2 separate regions of the Monodelphis domestica genome follow, and region 1 is linked to region 2. Evidence: chromatin contacts called from public Hi-C data. All regions are on one chromosome and are shown on one strand. The core of a region is the stretch at or near the end of the contact, and the rest is flanking DNA. Distances in the headings are between cores, read along the strand shown. Region 1 holds the start of ARID1B (AT-rich interaction domain 1B). Region 2 has its middle 130 kb from the start of ARID1B.

The links. A called contact is a pair of places that touch in the nucleus more often than the background predicts.
Region 1: a Hi-C map of limb shows a contact between it and region 2, with 4 times the contacts expected there. The contact joins the promoter of ARID1B here to the enhancer-like site in region 2. A contact is called at or near these places in 2 of 2 Hi-C or Micro-C datasets (limb and spleen and liver).

What each region holds. Positions count from the first base shown.
Region 1 is chr2:438,252,119-438,257,508 of mMonDom1.pri, forward strand. ARID1B (AT-rich interaction domain 1B) reads left to right here and starts at 1,759. Exons shown (of 20, transcript XM_056818987.1): 1 at 1,759-3,534. The coding sequence starts at 1,885.
Region 2 is chr2:438,123,837-438,129,554 of mMonDom1.pri, forward strand. No RefSeq gene overlaps it. Among named protein-coding and RNA genes, the nearest start is that of ARID1B, 130 kb to the right of the region's middle. Within about 2 kb of position 3,760, at least 2 of the 2 cell types and tissues checked have open chromatin away from gene starts, as enhancers often do. A contact at or near this core is called in limb, where this site is marked.

The sequences.
Region 1 (5,390 bases), core at 509-3,008, 130 kb after region 2:
GTGCACAACAGATGCATAGAAACACATAAAAAGCATGTACAGTTTATATGTACACACACGTGTGCATGACTGAAAATTATTCACATAAATATTAGAACACACGTGTTGTGTGTGTATTTGTGGGGTGCAAGCCCCTCCATGGGCACAAGAAAGGAAACGAACTTTTGTTACTTGTTGATAGTCTTGCATATAAATATAACAAGTTGTACCACAGGCAATGATTATATTAATAAAAATTGAGAGGTAGATGGGAGCGGTTAGTAAAGAAACTTTGATCAAACAATTCCTGTGCCCAGAGCACTACCATTTTAAGACAGAGAGCTGTACTGCGCTATTATAAAATAAACATGGGATAGTCCATTGCAAACCTCCTAAAAATTCATTAATCCTGCTCATTTTATAGTTTGAGTCAAAGTTGTAGAAATTATGTTGACTAACTTTCCAACCACAGCATAATGGGTTAACATTTGCAAATTACATAATGAATTCTGAAATAGCTAATGCTTTTTTCCCTCAGATTGCCCAAATATTTTTATTTTTAGTCAGCTCAATGTAACCTTTGAGCCAGACAGACAACTTTGTTCCCCAATCCGTCTCTTTCTTTTGTCTGCCAGTCAGACCCGTTTTCCACCTTTGTATCGTTCCTTTTAAACATGAAAACAAACACATTAATGCCTAGTTGGCAGGGAAACAGATGCAAAAGGGGAGAGTGCAGGCCCCTTTTGCCCCACGCTGTTGCATTAGAAGCGGCTGCTGGGCTTTGTAGAAAAGACTCCCCCATCCGTGCCTGCGCGGGTGAGTCTCCTCCGTGTGCCACCGCTAGAGCAGCGGGAGGAGACGGGAGAAGGTAGTTACAGCTCTGGAGGGAGTGGTGGTGATGGTGGTGCTGGAAGGGGGGGGGCGGGGGAGGGAGAGGGAGAAGTCCAGTCCGCGTTTTGCAAGTGCACAGGAGTAATCAGAGAGAAGTGGATAATAGTTGTTAGAGCTCTCTCTCCTCTCTCTCTCATGCCATGCTGGGCCAGATAGGCTCAGTCAGACGTGTATTTACCCATATCCGGGTTAGAGAGGAAAAGAAAAAAAAAAGTTTCATTTAAACCTGAACTAAAAACTTTCAACATGAAATCCCACAGCAGGAACAGGCATAGACCGTAAGATATTATTATCATTTCTAATCTCAACCTAGGGCTTTGGGCGGGGGAGGGAAGGCGGAAGGTAGGGGGGGTATTTTTTTTAAAATTTGGGGGTATGTGGACTAGAGACCGAGTGTTGCTGTTTATTAAAAAAGTGTTTTATTGTTTTCTCCTTCCCTACCTCCCTCTTTCTCTCTCCCCTCCCTTTTCTTTTGTTTTTTTTTTGGGGGGGTGGATTGCTTGGGGGGGGCACATTTGACTCGCGATGTTGCAATGATCATGGCCGCGCAAGTAGCATCAGCCCCGGCGGGTGCAGACCACAGTGATCGGGGTACCCCATTCTGCGTCCGTAGCCGGCTCACTTGACCCAGGATCTCCCGGCGGGGGGGGAGCCGGAGCGGCGGGACCAGGATCCATGCTAGGGGTCGGCGGCGATGGGACTAGCGGCGGCGGCGGCACCGGCGGCTTGAATAATGTAGCTCCCCATCACCTCCACCACCATAATGAACTGAACATGGCCAATAATGCGAGCTCTGCCGCCGCCGCCGCCGCTGCCGCCGCCGCCGCCGCGGCTGCCAGTAATAATAATACGAAGAGCAGCAGCGGCGGCGGCGGCGGCGGCGGCGGCGGCGGCGGCGGCAGCGGCAGCGGCAGCAGCAGCAGCTCGTCCGAGTCAGCTCTAAAGGAAGGTGGGAACGCCGAGGTCTTATCCTCCTCCTCTTCCTCCTCCTCCTCCTCTTCGTCTGCCCGGGCCATGGAGACGGGGCTGCTCCCCAACCACAAACTGAAAAACGTTGGCGATTCCCCCGCTGCACCTCCCCACCACCAGCAGCACCACCATCATGCCCACCACCACCACCACCACCACCATCCTCACCATCTCCTCCACCACCATCATGCACTACAGCAACAGCTAAATCAATTCCAGCAGCAGCAGCAACAACATCCAATTTCTAACAACAACAACAGCCTCGTCGTCGTCGGCAGCGGCGGCAGCAACAACGGAGCGGGGGGCAGCGGCGCTGCTGCTGGTGCTGCTGCTGCTGCTGCTGCTGGTGCTTCTGCTCAGCCCAGTCCTGACATGGAGCCCCAGCAACATGGAGGAGGCAAAGACGGTGTTTTGGGAAATCAGGCCGAGACCCAAGCGCAGCAGTTGCTGAGCAAGTCAGGCGAGGAAGAAGAGCTCCCGAATAAAATGGGGGAGCAGATGGGCGGCCGGTACGAGCACCCCAGCCTGGGAGCTTTGGGCGCGCAGCAGCAGCAGCAGCAACAGCAGCAGCAGCAGCAACAGCAACAGCAGCAGCAGCAGCAACAGCAACAGCAGCAGCAGCAGCCGCCCCAAAGCACCGGGAACGGCGGCAGCAGCGGCGGCGGCGGCGGCGGCGGCGGCGGCGGCAATGGTAGCCTCGGCAGCGGTGGCAGCAGCGGTGGCGGCCCCTCCGCGGCGGTGGGGGTCTCGGAGTTTAATAATTACTATGGCAGCGCTCCCCCTGCGAGCGGCGGCACAGGCAGCCGAGCCGGGCCTTGCTTTGATCAACATGGCGGACAACAAAGCCCCGGGATGGGGATGATGCACCCGGCCGCCGCCGCCACAGGGCCCCCCAACAGCATGGACCCCTTGCAAAACTCCCACGAAGGCTACCCCAACAGCCAGTACAACCATTATGCCGGTTACGGCCGGGCCGGCGCGGGAGGCGGAGGAGGAGGCGGTGGCAGTGGCGGCGGCGGTGCTGGAGGAGGAGGAGGAGGAGGAGGAGGAGGAGGTAGTGGAGTAGGAGGAGGAGGAGGAGGAGCAGGAGCGGGAGCAGGAGCAGTGGCGGCGGCGGCGGCCGCAGCGGCGGCAGCAGCAGCAGCAGCGGGAGGCGGCGGCGGCGGCGGCGGCTATGGGGGCTCGTCCTCGGGCTACGGGGTGCTGAGCTCCCCCCGGCAGCAGGGCAGCAACATGATGATGGGCCCTGGAGGAGGCGGCGGCGGCGGAGGAGGCGGCGGCGGCGGCGGCGGAGGAGGAGGCGGCGGCGGAGCTACTAGCCTGGGCAAGGCTGCCGCTGCTGCCAGCTCTGCCGCGGGAGGTTTTCAGCGCTTTGCCGGGCAGAACCAGCACCCTTCGGGGGCCACGCCGACCCTCAATCAGCTGCTGACTTCCCCAAGCCCTATGATGAGGAGCTACGGCAGCAGTTACCCCGATTACAGCGGCAACCCTAATGCCCCAGGCCAGCAGCAGTCCCAGGCGCCGGGAGCGGCGGGGGCAGCTCCAGGAAGCCAGCAGGCAGCAGCGGGCATGGGCATGGGCAAAGATCTGGGCTCCCAGTATGGAACTGCAAACCCCGGCTGGGCAGCGGCACAACAAAGAAATCATCCAGCTATGAGCCCTGGAAACACTGGACAGACCATTAACAGATCCCAGGTAACTACTAGAAAAAACCAGGGCCTTCTTCTAGGGCTTGAAATACACCTAAATATGTAGGCAAGATTTAGTTAGTTTCTTTCTAATTTACTTTTTTTCCCCCCTCTCTTCCCCCCTCCCTTCCACCCCGGGAGGGAGGCGGGGGTAGATTCCTAAAGCCATTTTAACTCCTAGCTGCCTCACTAGAAAATGTTTGGTAACACACAATGTCTGACTCCGATTAGTCCAGGGGCATTAGAAGGTGGTTTCACTGAAGAAATAACAGCTATTTTATGTACACAGTTGATTAACACGTTATTTCCCCCCCTTTTAGCTTTGTCTTATAAAAATGGAAGGGAACAACAAGGCTGTAGAAAGCTGTGGGGGCGACTGAAATCGTTTTTATAATAAATAGTGTTTCTAAAAGCTAGTAAATTCTAGAAGTGGATCTTGACCAGTCTTGTGTATTAAATGCTTTGATCTAGTAAGGCACGAACAGTTCTTTCTTTTTTTACCTGTTTGCTCACATTAGCCTTTTTTTGCTCCTAAGGCTAAAAGTTGGAAATAATGAGGAAAATAGGCTTCCTTGTTGACAATTAAAGTGTTTATTATAGTTGTGGACACCTTACGTGATCATTGTGGAGTTGCTTTTGATTTCTTTTTTGAGTTTGAATGTTTTGGTAGCACAAGCCCCAAATTTCAGTTAGGTTTATGGGAAATATATTAAAGTATTTTGTGTTACATAACACAAATCGTGAGATCCACAATTTGGCATAGAGGTTTCTTGAAACCTGACATTTTAAATGACACACTGACCTCAAGGGCTCCATTTCTAATGAGTGGTACTTGTTTTGATCATTGAATAGGCATATATTTGATGTGCTTAATACAATAATAAGTTACCAGATCACTAGGAAATGGATCATTTTGGAACCTGTTCATATGGGGTTCCTTTTTGGGGGAGTGTTTTTTTTTTGTCACCAGCCAAACCATATAGCTTGATTAGGGAGCGCCCGCACACTTGCTGTTTCTTGCTAGGAGACTGAGCCTAAGACTGACTTGATCTCCTTTGCAAGGTTTGGAATTTGAATTGTGGAGGTAAACTGGCTGTAATAGTCTCCAGACAGCTGCCTCTGAGTTGACATCTAATCTGCCATCTGATTGGCTCCCCTCTCACCATTGGGCATTTAGCACTGCTGATGTAAATAGAAGTGCTGAGCAGTACAGTCACAAAAATTCTTGCAACAAATAATAACTGAGCAGTTTTACTAGCCGATGCAAGGCTAAATACTATTAGGAGTTTAAGTTAAAAGGATTATTATTCATAAATGGGAGGACTAAATGAACATCAACAGAAATCCCTATGCTGTTTGCATTAAGAAAAAAAAACAGCTTTGGTGACTTTGTATTATATGCATTGCTATTATCATAGACTTTGATTTAGAGAAGTGGAATTTTAATAGGAAAATGCTTTATTAGAATATCTTAATATTAAAGCAATACTTATTTTTACTTTTTTACCTTTTTAATGATTTGAGTTGTATCACAGCAGATTTTTATATCTTAGAGTAATCGGATTTTAACCTTGAAGATATAGCAACACTAAAGGTTTAATTTCAGTTGCTTTCATAATTGATTATTTTACACATATGGTTCTCACTTTAGTGTTGAACAACAGAAGACTTTTTATTTGGGGTATTTGTGCAGGAGTTTGGGCTGACTAGTAAATATGCAATGAAGATTGACACAATCATTTGTAAAAATAACATGCTGTAAGGGAAAAGGAATGGACATTCAAGCATTGCTCAAAAAAATTATTATTAATTTCTGTGTGAATCCTCTCCAGTGAAAGCATTCTGCTTCAGTTTTGAAGAAAA
Region 2 (5,718 bases), core at 2,510-5,009:
TGGATTTGTGAGGCAGAGTTGCACAAAGTGGTCAGCCTCACTCTTCCAGAGTCATCCAAGGCCAGTGGCAAGACAAGTCAGGATGACAGTCAATGGCCTAGGATTCAGTGGATGACCTTACAAAGGTCTAAATCCTCCACAGTGACTGCTTCAGCTTCTTTTATGGCAACTGGAACAAATTCTTCTCACCTGCTCCTTCCACCAAAGGAAGTCTTCACATACCTAGGGTAGACGTCCCCCTAACTCTCGTTGGGGTTCATAGCCAATCAGTTACCCTCAACTTGATTTAGCTCATATGCTGATATAGTATGACTAGGGTTTGATAAGACATTTTTACTGGGATGTTCTACAGCTTCTTGGAGCCAGAGGTGAGAACCAGGTGACAGGTGGACACAAAAGATGAGCAGCCCTAAAAAGGGTTCAGTCAGCCCTTATACCAAAGGCACTAGTCTTCCTTGAACACCAAATACACCCCCAAAAACTCTATGAAGGTCTTGGGCAATGATGATGACTCCCCTCTCCACACATACCTGGATCTAACAGCAAGATATGATCCAGTCTTCAGTACTATAACCTGATTTATCCAGAAAACGCCTTACAACCCAAAATGAATTCTAAGAATATCCCTTTTGAAGACAAAGCAATTCATTCTCTGCTGTACTGTCCTACCCAGGCATCTACCACAATGCCAGGTCCTATCCAAAATGAGCATCTGGCTATCTTCCCTGCTTCTGAGACCTTCTCTCCAACAAGAACAAAAGAGCAGTTCTCCAACCCTATTTATCAGCTTCTAAAGGCAACTCCCTCCCTAATACAACTAAATACATTTAGTTTGGGACTATTGTTGAATTGTCTTAATTATTAAGGGGAGCAAGTAGAAACTTACCTAATGCATTATATCTCAGAATTGTGGACTATGCTTCCTTCACATCCTCTCCAGGCACCCAATGGAACAACAGAACCTTCCCAGCCAAGGTATCTTGTCATTTGCTAAGCCACATACATCACATACTGTGCCCTGCTCCCCTTTTACTTCTTGTTTTGGGATCAAGAATTAAGTCATTGCTACAGAAAGTTTGAAACAGTCTTCTGCCTTAATAACTTCTCTCACGGGGAAGGGGGAGAGGGGGAGAGATGGAGAGACAGCTGGGTAGCTCAGTGGATTGAGAGCCAGGAGGTCCTAGGTTCAAATCTGGCCTCAGACACTTCCCAGCTGTGTGACCCTGGGCAAGTTACTTGACCCCCATTGCCTAGCCCTTACCACTCTTCTGCCTTGGAGCCAATATTGACTCCAAGATGGAAGGTAAGGGTTTAAAAAAAAATAACTTCTCTCACAATTCCTGTGACAGCCTAGACCAAAATCTATTTCCCTTGTCTTCCCTCTATTACAATGAGCTGTACACTCCTACCAGAATATAAATTTCTTCCAGGTTAGACCTGCCTCACTTTTATATTTGGAGAACCAATGATAGAGCCCAGTTAGTTCAAAGTAGGCACTTGATAGATGTTTCTTAATTGATTCTTTCCCCGCTTTTACCTTCTTATTTTCTTTTTTTACCTCCACTACCCCCATCTTTTCCCCTTAACTGATCATAATTTGAAACAAAATTTTATTTTCATTTGTTGTATTTAATCTGCGATTTGTATTCCTTCTAGATTTTTCAATGGACAAGTAGAATGTTTCACATATTTCTTTAAATTGTTACTTCTGTTACTTGTGTGAACCTTATTTTTCCCCCTTTAGTGAAGTTACTAAGCCTTGCCAGGAGAGCAAAAAGCCTCTTACTAGATGTGTGATGAGAAATATTAAGGTAAAAGACAAACAGATGTGGCTGCATAGTGGCTCTTCTTACTGCCAGGTCCTGATACTCTAAATATGAAATGTTAGAATAATATGCAAATAAAATGTTCTTGCTCCGTTCCATATTTCTCAGTGGGTGATTTTTTTAATGATGAGAATAAGGAAAAGATGGAGAAAAGCAGCAGCCAGAAGGCAGAAACTTAATGAAGAACAGCCTTGATAAGTTGGTGCATGTGTTTGTTATAGGGTCCTTTAAAAGGGATTTTTCTCCACATTTCCCACTATAGTAGGTAGATAACTAAATAGTCCTGAACCATTTTATTACATTGTTGATCACTATTTCTTCCAACAGGGCAATCATTTCCCACTCTAACCCAATCAATATGCTGTGTGCCACTGTTCTCTCTCCTTCCTATCTGAACTAACATCACATTAAAAAAAAATAAATTTACAACTTTTTAAAACAGGATATTCGAGTCAGTAGCAACTCTACCTTTGAAAGTTGTTACTCGCACTTTAAGAAAGCCAGAAAAATGTTCTCAGTATCAGTTGTTAAAGGCTGGGAAAAGTAAGGCTTAGTTTAGTTTTTAAGAGTGTCAGAGAACCCCTTGTTTTTCCTCTTAAGTCTTTCTAACTGCAGCCCTAGGTGTGTTGTATAATGCATGAATGAACCTTAGTTAGAAACAGAAATGCATTTTCAATAAGTATTTATGATGTTGTTTAGAGCATACAGCTTTAAATTTGCCCGCTGTAGCTTGCAGCATTACACAAACTGTTGGTCTGCTGACTGCCTCTCTGGCACCAACACACACAGAAAATAGATTGCTAGGGCTGGGTTGGGTTGGGTGTTGCTTTTTTTTTCTTTTCCTTGTCCCTCCTCTCCTCTCCTCTCCCCTCCCTCCTCCTCTCTTTTTAAAGGTTGCTTTTTCCTTTTCCTTTTTGTTTTTGTTTTTAAGAAAGCAGTGTACATTTTTTTAAATCACATGGCATTTTTAATCAACACGTATTTCCTTCCAGGACCTATGATCCTCTATTGATTCCCATTAAAATGCTTTTCTTTTCTTTGCCCCCTCTGCTGATCGAATTTCAGATCAGCCACAGGATATGCAACTAACCTTCCGGCACAACTGAACCCGACTGACTCAGAGAGATCAAAAGGCTTGATGCATTCATTAAACATTCCGACCGCCCAGACAGGATCTCTAATGGAAGATATCTTTGAATTGTAATTAATATATTTTTTTCTTTTTTTGTCTTTCCCCCCAAAATGTTCTTGCCTTTGATTGCAAATGGGGGGAGGGAGGGGGAGAGAAAATGAGAACAAAAGAGACATATCTTTTTACCCAGGGCTGACGTCAGTTTGATTTTAGTGACAACTATTGATGCTTGTGGAGCAACTGAAAGTAGCTCCTTTCCCCCTCACCGCCCCCCCCCCCCCAAGCCTTCACCTTCTTTCCACTTTTAAGCTAAAACAAGACTTTTAGCAGCTCAGAAACACGCACTCGGGAGGGGGGAGGGGGGAATAGGCCCTCCCCTCGACCAACTCTAGTTCACTTTGCAAAGGGCATTCAATGCTTATTTTGTTTGCATGATCTTTACTAGGGCGGAAAACATGCAGCAGGGGGAGGGAGCCGGAACAGCTAATAGGCAGCGAGCAAGGAGAGCGAGCGCAGCAACCCAGGAATGTTGTTCATTACAGGCTGCTAGGCGAGGACCCAGGGAGAGAAAATAGTCCCTGCCTCCCCGCCCCCGCAGGAATCTCGGCCCAGCCTTCCGGCCCCAAGGTCGGCTTGTTTTCTCCGTCAAGCCCGCGTTTGTGGGGAGAACGTTGAGAAAGCTGGAGAGGGGATGCGCGGGGAGGGGAGTAGTCTCCGCTCGCTCGCCCGCCCGTCTGTCCGCCGGCTCCAGTTTAAGAGTGAGCGGTGTAAGGATCCGACTATCCTGTGATTGCGTGAGCTTCTGCCTCGCGCACTCCCCGGGCTGCAGGAGCAGCCGAGGCCGCGCAGGCTGGAGAGGGATTCAGCTGGAGGAGCGGTGGGGCTGGGTGCAAAACCCGGAATGGACTCCCCTGGCACACGGAGGCCCAGGCGGAGAGAAGAGACTGATTTACCATCACCCAGCTTCACAGACCAACGCGTCTTCCAGAAGGAGAGGGGGAAAGACTGGAAACTGAGAGTAGCTTTAGAGGGCACACGTTACTTTTTTTTTTTTTAATAGAAGCGCCTCGTGATGTTGCAATTAGGGAGTTTTGCTTCCATGCTGAAACTCCATTCCAAGGGAGACCATGGAATGAGATAGGACCAAAGAAGAGCATCCTTAAAGACCGAAAGGATAGTGATACAGGGTCAAACCTGGGGTTCCTGTTCCACCAGAAAGTGCATGAAAACGAATTGGGAGGGGGAAGTAAATTTTTATTTTATTAACTTATATTTAGTATCTCTTACAATTGCTTAAAAACGTTTTCAGAAAGAAGTCCAAAGGCTTTGCCAGACTTCCAATGGGATGGGTCCATGATACAAAAAAAAAACAAAAAAACAAAAAAAGCTAAGAACTGTATTCTTAACTATTTTTGTATGTAGATCTCTTTGGCAATCTAATAAAGCCGACAGCTCTATTCTTAAAGTGACTTTAAACACATAAAATGAAAGACGTGGGATTGTGAAGGAAACTAATCATATTGATATAGTTATCAAGTTATTCTTTTTAAAAAAAAACAAGTACATAGCAACAGCAATATTGTAATGAGCAATTGTGAAAGATTTGGCCACTGATCAATAGTGATCCAAGACAATTCCAAAATACTCATGATGAAAAATACTATTCACCACCAGAGAGAACTGATGAACTGGAGTGCAAATTGAAGTATTATTTTCTCACTTTCTTTTAAGAAATAAAAATAAATTTAAAAACAAGTTCATAGACCCTAGGTTGAACCTCTGATTTAGTTAAAACTTTATTTTACAATGAGGTAACTAATAGCCAGTCAATTGATGTTCCCAAGGTCATACAGGCAACACGTATAGCAGAACCAAAATTCAAACCGAGGTCTTTTGACTACAAATTTGTTTCCAGTGCACCAACAAACCAAATCATTTGTGGAAAATCTATCATGAGAAATAATTTACTGAGTCTATCTAGTACACAATCTAGGAGAGCAGGACTAATTTGAAAAGAAAACTGGTTTCTAGAAAACCTGGTTTAAGCTAGTTGAGTCTATGCCTGGGGTCCACCCCAAAATTTGTTCAAAACTCACTCACCTGAGTAACACAAAAATACCAAAAACATTTTCTTTTTGGATATTCTGAAGAAATTCGGATAACCAACAAGAGCATGATAAAAAAAAAGAATAGAAGAGAGAAAATGCAAAATGAAGCAGTTTTCAAGGATATGCCTAAGAAATGATGAAAAAAGAAGAAAGGAAGTATAGGCCAGAAAGGCTAAAACCTGGCTAATTTTATTTCATACCATAATTCAGTGCACTTTAAAAATGATTTTGAAAAAAATCTTTAAAGGAAAATGAAGAATAGAATAGGTAACATTAATTGGAACAAGCAGTCTATTAACAAAGTTCTTTGGCCACTAAAATTCTATTTTTCTGACAAGTGATTGCTGTGACCTTGGAAAATTCTTGTTCTATTATTACCTTAGTTTCCATCTCTGTTAAATGAAAGAAATAGCAGTGCTGTAGATATTACTTATTGCTTATACAGAACTGATGAGCTTGTACTGTGACCATCTAAATAAAAATTATTATTGACATACTGATAGGAGATGGGAGGGAAGACAGGGAATCTCATTTGGATATTACTGATAATCTTGTTTTCATTGTAGGGAAAGATGTTGAATTGCCAAGCACACAAGCCAAAAATGGATTTAGCAGCTGCACAGCCAGCTAAATCCATGTTTTCTATCCTAAT